Regions from separate parts of the Sus scrofa genome. Here region 2 is linked to region 1. The links are chromatin contacts, called in public HiChIP or PLAC-seq maps. All regions are on one chromosome and are shown on one strand. Each heading gives the region's core, a stretch centred on a gene start, on an enhancer-like site or on the middle of the called end of the contact. The rest is flanking DNA. Distances are from core to core; before and after follow the strand shown. Region 1 overlaps DUSP16 (dual specificity protein phosphatase 16). Region 2 overlaps BORCS5 (a long non-coding RNA gene).

Region 1 (3,871 bases), core at 746-3,245:
AGGTCATTTCTTCGCCGGAAAAAATTGCCGGGTTTTTTTTTTCCCAGTTGGGACCATATTCAAGAAGGGGTTTTCCACTGCACATGATTTTTATTGTTGGCTATAAACTCAAGAATATATAAAATCAAGGTTCCTGAATATTTACATTAACAAGGCTCTGAGTCATTCACATAATGAAAAATGAAAACAATTTCTTTAATTACATAGTTAAAAGGGCTTCGGCAGAAGGGAAAGTTTCTGATTTGGATAATCTATGGTAATGAAATTAGATGCTGCCTCTAGGCTGTTTAAAGCAGCTGTTAAATATGTCTACAAACACCTACTTTCTTCTTAAAAATACATTCCAAATTGCAGAGGCCTTTTGACCCATTTAAATGCCACAATTAATAATGTTTATCTCCAGGATCTTGCAATACTGATAAACCACAATAAATTGCATTGGGAACCTTCTATAAGATTTTTGTTGAATGGAAAATTAATACTTTTCAGGTTAACATCTAACAGCCTCTTTTGCAAGCAGTGTAATTGCTCTGTAATTTGTTAGAGTCGGGAATATGGCTTCCTATTCACCGTATATTCAAGGTCATATATCTTGATGGAATTCTATATGAGGAGTGAGATCAGAACCCTCTCTGAAACACAAGCACAATCCCATTTCAAGACATTTGAAACATCAGAGGTTCTGCCTCATTCAAGTCTAGTTGCTACAATGCATGCAGGGAATCACCTTCCTTTAGCTGTCCTTTAATTTTATCTAAGGCAAATAAGCAGTGCAAACACTATTACAAATAAGAACAAACATGCAATCAGCAAAAGGGGGTGTTCCACCAGATTTTAACTAAAGCACTTAAAATGCTTCCTCTGCTGGGACAGGTAGCATTTTCTTATAACATCATGCTGAGGCTGTTTTGATTATAGATTATACACATATGTATATGTTCCCCTATTAAAATAAAAGTGCCATTAGTTTTCTTTTCTTTTTTTTGGGGGGGGGTCTTTTTTGTCTTTTCAGGGCCACATCTGTGGCACATAGAGGTTCCCAGGTTAAGGGTCTAATCGGAGCTGTTGCTGCCGGCCAGAGCCGCAGCAATGCCAGATCCCAGCCACATCTGCAACCTACACCACAGCTCACGGCCACACCGGATCCTTAAATCCACTGAGTGAGGCCAGGGATTGAACCCGAAACCTCATGGTTCCTAGTTGGATTCATTTCCACTGCGCCAAGACAAGAACTCCCAGTTTTCCACTTTTAATGGAAAAATGGGGCGTAAGTATTATTCAACTTCCAAAAAGCCAAAACCCAATTAACTTCAGCTTTAATCTTCTAAATCATCAAGATCTTTATTAGCAATATTGCCCAGCTATCAAGATGACTATATAATACCACCTATCTTTAGTTCTGTCCACTTTTTTGATTAAAAAAAAAAAAAGGATGTTAGAGTTCTCACTGTGGAATAAAGAGTTAAGAATCTGACTACAGAAGCTTGGGTCACTGCGGAGGTGCAGATTCAATTCCCGCTAGTGCAGCAGGTTAAGGATCTGGCACTGCCTCAGCTGAGCACAGGTTGCAGCTGCAGCCTGGAGTCAGTCCCTGGCCTAAGAACGTCCATGTGCTGCAAGTGTGGTCGTAAAATTAAAAAAAAAAAAACGTGAAATGGTCAAAAAAGGAAAAAAAAGAAGAGACAAGTTTTTGAACCAGAAGGTTCTTCAGAGGTTATCTAATACAACATTCTTATTTCACAATTGAGGAAGTTGAGACCTGTCTCTAATTAGCTCTACAACTAATTGGGATATAGGTCTCTGTAATTTTCCACTAAAATTAGAAAGAAAAGGGAACACATAAGAAGGAAACACATAAAATAGTCTCCAGATGAGAGGAGAGTTGTAGCAAGCTGCTTAATACTCTATACTTTCCTCTCTTTCCTATTTGTGAGAGACACACCCAGCCAGCCACCCAAGAGATATTTCTTCCCCTTTTGCTAACTGAGGCCCAGCTGGTCCTGGGCAGCCAGAAACGTGCTTAAGCCTAGGAAATGCTACATGACAGGCGCTACACCAACCCTCGGGCCCCTTTTCCTGGGCCAGATGCTCATTTGCCCAGAATCTCCTGTGAAGCAGGGGCAGGTTGAGAACCCATTCAAGCAAACAGAACTTCAGAGAAAACTGGATGGAAGCTTCGGGGGAGATTTTGTTCTCTGTTGGGCAAACCAAGGAGTAGGGCTTACTTGTTCTGCCTACTTCTTCCTCCTTGCCTTGAAAAGGAATGTGATACCTAGAGCTGAGGCAACCGTTTTGTGACCTGGTGGCAATAAGTGACCATACAAGAGATGGCAGAGAACCTGGGGCCCTGAGAACACCACTGAGCAGCTGAACCATTTGAGACCTCTGACCCGCATTAATAGTGAATAGCTTATGTTTAAGCCTCTGCTTATAGCTTTCTGTTAACTACAGCTGAAAGCAGTACTAAATTTTTTTTAATTTCTGTGTCCTGCCACGATTTTTCTGCCCGATCCTTCCCATTACAAACATTTTATTCTGCTCTTACTCATGCAACTAAAAAGTGACAATATTATATTTCTCCTGCACAGGTAATAGAGACCAATTTAATTACTTTATAGTTACAGTACCTCAACTATATGACCCTATTAAAATAAATGTCATCAATACACAAAACAAAAGGGAAAAATACATGACTTAGAATCATGTCTGTTCTTGATTATTGACTTTTGATCCTTCCTTCTCCCATCTCAAATCCTTTTTGGAAGTGAGTACCACATAAATAACACACTGATAAAATGATCTCTCTCTGGACTAAACTCTTCTATCTCCTTTAATCATAACTGCCTGTTAGAAAAAAAACAAATATTAAAATTTCATTCTTGAATTTGCAGCCCCAAACCTGGCCCAGGCAATATTTTCACTTACTGATGCTTGGTAACCAAAGCTTAGAGACTTACCAGCACTACAGCAAATTCTTCTGTACAGGTTATAATAATAGAATTTGAATACTGGTATTACATTAAAAGTCAGAGTACCCAGTACAGTTATTTCACTAGTTATTTCAACTGTGTTTGAATGGACATCTTTCAAATATATGTTCACCTTCATGACTCTAGTTGCATCCATCTCTGGACACCCCTGGGCCCCATCTGTCCTGTGTCCAGCATATGGGAGAACTCAGTGCACCCCATACTCTTCCTCTGCCCCTCAATGCTCATCTCCACTCTCTGGTCACAGCCCATTTCTGCCTATAGTGGGTCCCATGATCACAAAGGTCTACTCCACTCCCAGCCTCCCTGGTTGGGAGAAAAGAACAACAGCTATGAACACCTGTTCTCTGGAGTGTGTAACCATCCCTCCCCTGCTGCCAATCAAGGAAAAAAGACTGAGTACCCTGGTTCTGAGCACAGACACAAATGGTTATGAATGAATATACACACACACAAATGATACAAGTGAGCCCAGCAGCTTTTTAGCTTAAAAAAAAAAAAAAAAACACATGCTCGTTTTTTGTTAAGCTGCAAAGCACTTCTACAGACTCCTCCCTTCTGTCTACCTGTACACAGCATCTCTGAGGTTAAGGGACCTTCCACCATTACCGTCTCCGGGTCACACGGCTCATCTCATACACTAGGATATTTCCTTCTACCTGACGAATCAATGAGCTAAGATGGAAACATTACTTTATTGATATAGATGTCTATGGGAGCCTGCTCTAAAAATATGTTAGGACACAGCACCAACTTAGATCAGCATTTTCCCTTTTTTTTTTTTTTTTTAAGGGCTGCAGGTGTGGCACATGGCAGTTCCTGGACTAGAGGTCAAATCACAGCTGCAGCTGCCAGCTTATGCCACAGCCACACCAGATTGG
Region 2 (3,762 bases), core at 952-3,451, 140 kb before region 1:
GCTGCCTAGCAGGGCACACATATTTTCACCTTTATTAGATGTAGTAAAATTACTCTTCAAAGTGATTGCGCTGATTTATATCCTTACCAGCTATGTACGAAAGTTTCTGTTGTTCCATATCCTCACTAACACTAGATATTGTCCCAGCTGTTCCTTATTTACGGATTAATTTAAAGATAGCCCTGTGCTTAGCAACCATCTCAAACATAGGGTCAGATGCAAACTTATTTTTGTATATCAGGCTTCTTCCTTTTAAGGAATTGTTTTCACTTTCGGAGTTACAGATCCAGGATAACTATAACACAGTTTGGTGGGGTTTTTTTGGTTCATATTTGTTTTTAGAAATTAATGTTTCTTTTTTATGATCACAAAGTGACTGTGATTATTTGAGATAATTTGGAAAACAGAGTTACAAAAAATAAAAAATTCCACCACCTAGCTATAGCCATTGTTAACATTTTACTGTGTACTTCCTTTAGTGTAAACATATATGTGATATACACTTACTCTCTAATTAGAATCATGCTGAATTTGTCCTTTTATATCACAATTTCAGTTAAGATTATATTGTGGCATTTCCTGTTTCCTTGACTATAGTTTAAAAGCACCATTTTAATAGCCGCGTAACATTTCTTTGTATAAATGTTGTAATTGAATGATTTTTCTCCTTGGTGGACATCTTTGATGTTAAAACAATACTGAAATAAGCAATCTTGGTGTGTGTGTGTGTGTGTGTGTGTATGTATATATACATATATATATATTCCTTCTTATGAGTTACAGTTTGTTTCTTTGTGATAGCTTTCTAGAAGAGGTCAGTAAATATTTGTGGAATTAGATCGAAGAGATTATAAGCAAGGCATCCAGGGAAAAGAAAAAAGCAGTAGAGAGAGGAAAACGAAACGTGGTTTGGGGGATCCTGAGCTCCATTAATTTAGCTTCTCTTATATTTGAAATGAGTGGCAAATTTGTCTTTCAAATTGAATTTGGACACCCTTCTTTTTTTAGGTATGATGGGATGATGTTAGAAGGGTGGAATTGCTTGTGTATTGTAGTGTTCAAGGTTGATAGAATTTTAGAATTGGAAAAGACTTAAAAATTTTATCCTCCAACCGTCTTCTTCCTACAGAGTTCCCCTAATTGAGTGTATTTTGTAGACTATCTCAGAGAAGTAGACTTATAGGCTTGACTTGCTAAGTATCTAGTCCCAAGCTGGTTGTTGCCATACAAGGCAGTTTGCTCCTTTATTGGACAGCTTTGATTAGTTAGTTGAGTGTGGTTCTGTCACTTTAAGCCCAGATCTGATTTTCACTTCCTATTTCATTTGTTTTTTAATGAAAGGCTCCCTAAAAGTAATGCTGGAAATATTTCACCTTTGTGCATTTATCTGTTAGCTTCTACTGTAATTGACATGAAAACAAACATGTGTTTGACCTACTTTTAATCTTTGTTTCCTTCTAAGATATAATTTAATCTTGCATCTATAGTGAAAATTATGTATGTGGACATAGGTAGGCTCGGAAATCCTTCCACATATTTTTATACTTGGTGGAAAAGTATAAAAGTTCCAAGTGTCTATAGATACTTCTTGTTTTATTATTATTTCTTAGAAGTTGCATGCATATAAGCAGAGGTTTTGTCTCACTGTTCCACTAGTAATACTAAGAACTTTTATCGTTCTGTCTCTGTCGCTCTCTTTTCTTCTTTTCTGCACAGAGCTGGTATGTATATTACCTCCTTTAAACTCTGTACAACCTCTTGGGATAGGCATTTTCCTCATTTGGCAGACGAGGATGCAGAGGCTCAGAGAGGTTTAAAGACCTTTCCTGTCACACCGCTATTAAAGGCAGAGCCAGGTTTAAACCCAGATCTAGTTCTAAAACCTATACCTTTAACCAGTTTGCCAAGTGTGTCTCCCTCACTTATTTCTATGAATTTCGTCAAAAAGTCAGATGTATTTCTGTTCAAAGACATTGATGTCTTTGGCTTCCTCAGTCAGTACACCTTATTGGTGGTGTGGTATGACTCTTGGAGATATATTGCTTCTACTTGCTTGTCTTTGATAATCCCCGCTGCTCTCTCCTTGGTTTAGACGCATCAAGGATTTCCTTCCTATGATTTCCACTCTCTCCCTAGCACCCTATGGGGCTCCTTCCTGTCTCTAGGGAAACTGAAGCACAGAATGAGAAAAGAGTAACAGCAAATGATTACATAATTCTTTTCTGAATATTATCAGCTGATATGTTCCATTAGGAAGGATGTTTTCACAGCTGTGTGCTTTAGGGATAGTGGGACAAGTTTGAATTTTTATAACTTGGGTGTCTTCTACAACAAAGGCAGTGACGCACATGCTTGATGGGCTGGGCATGTGGAAACCCGTTCTCCCAGCCCCGTGATAGGAATCTTTGCTTTTGTGGTCACTTTGGGATCCAGATATGTTATCTCAGTGAAATTGAGACCAAGGGTAAGAGGACCAGGGAGGGACTTGTTGAATATATGATTTAATTACACGGGACCAATCAAGCTTTGACCTAGTGATGACGGGGTGTAGTGTGTGTGTATGTGGGTAGTTGCTGGGGGAAAGCACAAAGTTCAATCCTCATTTTGTTGACCTTTGGTATCACTTTTATCACTAGTTCCATATAACCGCCTTTGCCAAATTTTCAAAAGGCTGCAGTCAAGTGATTTATAGATTAAGGCCTCATTCACTTCTTGCACAAGAAGAGCCTATCGCTTTCAATTGGGTGACGTAAGTTTACTTTACAGACAGAAATGAGTTCATTTCTTTGGAGAGATATGAACAGAAGGTGTGTCCCTTGCTCTGCTAAGAAATAAATTTAAATCAGAACTTTGCTTGGAGGAAATGGAATGGGAGTAAGTGAGCCTTCAGAAGTTAGGGAGCCTTAGCCAAGGCCTGGGGGTGGGGTGGGGGGCACCAATTGTGTGTTCGCAGAACTCGTCCGCATGTGAGCATTCCTCAGTCTGTGAAACAGCAAACATCTATGGAAGTGACTTTGTATATGTCTATAAGGCACTCATGTGCCTCGGGACTGAATTTCAGAGATAAAAATACATGATTCCTTCCTCAAGAACCTTAACAGATAACAGGGAAGAAAGCAAGAATGTCAGTAATAATACACTAAAAGGATGCTATGTTAAATTCCTTAAATGAACCTTCAACCAAGTGTATTCCCCAGATCCACCCTCTGAAAAGTAGAATTTCGTTATAAATGAGCTATATAGCAGCTGAAAACATTTTGATTCCAAAGTATAACCAACTCTCAAGCAACACAGTCTTAAGCATAAATTAAGAGGAAAATGTTATTTTAAATTAATTTCCCTGGAGTTCCCGTCGGTGGTTATGAACCCGACTAGTAACCATGAGGACACAGGTTCGATCCCTGGCCTTGCTCAGTGGGTTAAGGATCCAGTATTGCCATGAGCCATGGTGTAGGTTGCAGACGAGACTTGGAGCCTGCATTGGTATGGCTGTGGTGTAGGCCGCAGCTGTAGCTCCCATTCAACCCCTAGCCTGAGAACGTACATATGCCATGGGTGCAGCCTAAAAAGAAAAAAAAAATTGGAGTTCCCATCATGGTGCGGTGGTTAACCAATCTGACTAAGAACCATGAGGTTGCGGGTTTGATCCCTGCCCTTGCTCAGTGGATTAAGGATCCTGCATTGCTGTGAGCTGTGGTGTGGGTCGCAGACGCAGCTCGGATCCTGAGTTGCTGTGGCTGTAGCGTAGGCCAGTGGCTACAA

The links. HiChIP or PLAC-seq counts read pairs in DNA pulled down with a chosen protein or histone mark.
Region 2: an H3K27ac HiChIP or PLAC-seq map of alveolar macrophages shows a contact between it and region 1. The contact joins two enhancer-like sites. A contact is called at or near these places in 2 of 47 Hi-C or Micro-C datasets (embryonic fibroblasts and omental adipose tissue) and 1 of 2 datasets of contacts at active chromatin or transcription factors (alveolar macrophages).

What each region holds. Positions count from the first base shown.
Region 1 is chr5:59,880,340-59,884,210 of Sscrofa11.1, reverse strand. The region is part of intron 1 of DUSP16 (dual specificity protein phosphatase 16); the gene reads right to left. Among named protein-coding and RNA genes, the nearest start is that of DUSP16, 12 kb to the right of the region's middle. Within about 2 kb of position 1,995, at least 6 of the 83 cell types and tissues checked have an H3K27ac peak or open chromatin away from gene starts, as enhancers often do. A contact at or near this core is called in alveolar macrophages, where this site is marked.
Region 2 is chr5:60,021,275-60,025,036 of Sscrofa11.1, reverse strand. All of the region lies in intron 2 of BORCS5 (a long non-coding RNA gene), which reads left to right. Among named protein-coding and RNA genes, the nearest start is that of BORCS5, 50 kb to the left of the region's middle. Within about 2 kb of position 2,201, at least 13 of the 83 cell types and tissues checked have an H3K27ac peak or open chromatin away from gene starts, as enhancers often do. A contact at or near this core is called in alveolar macrophages, where this site is marked.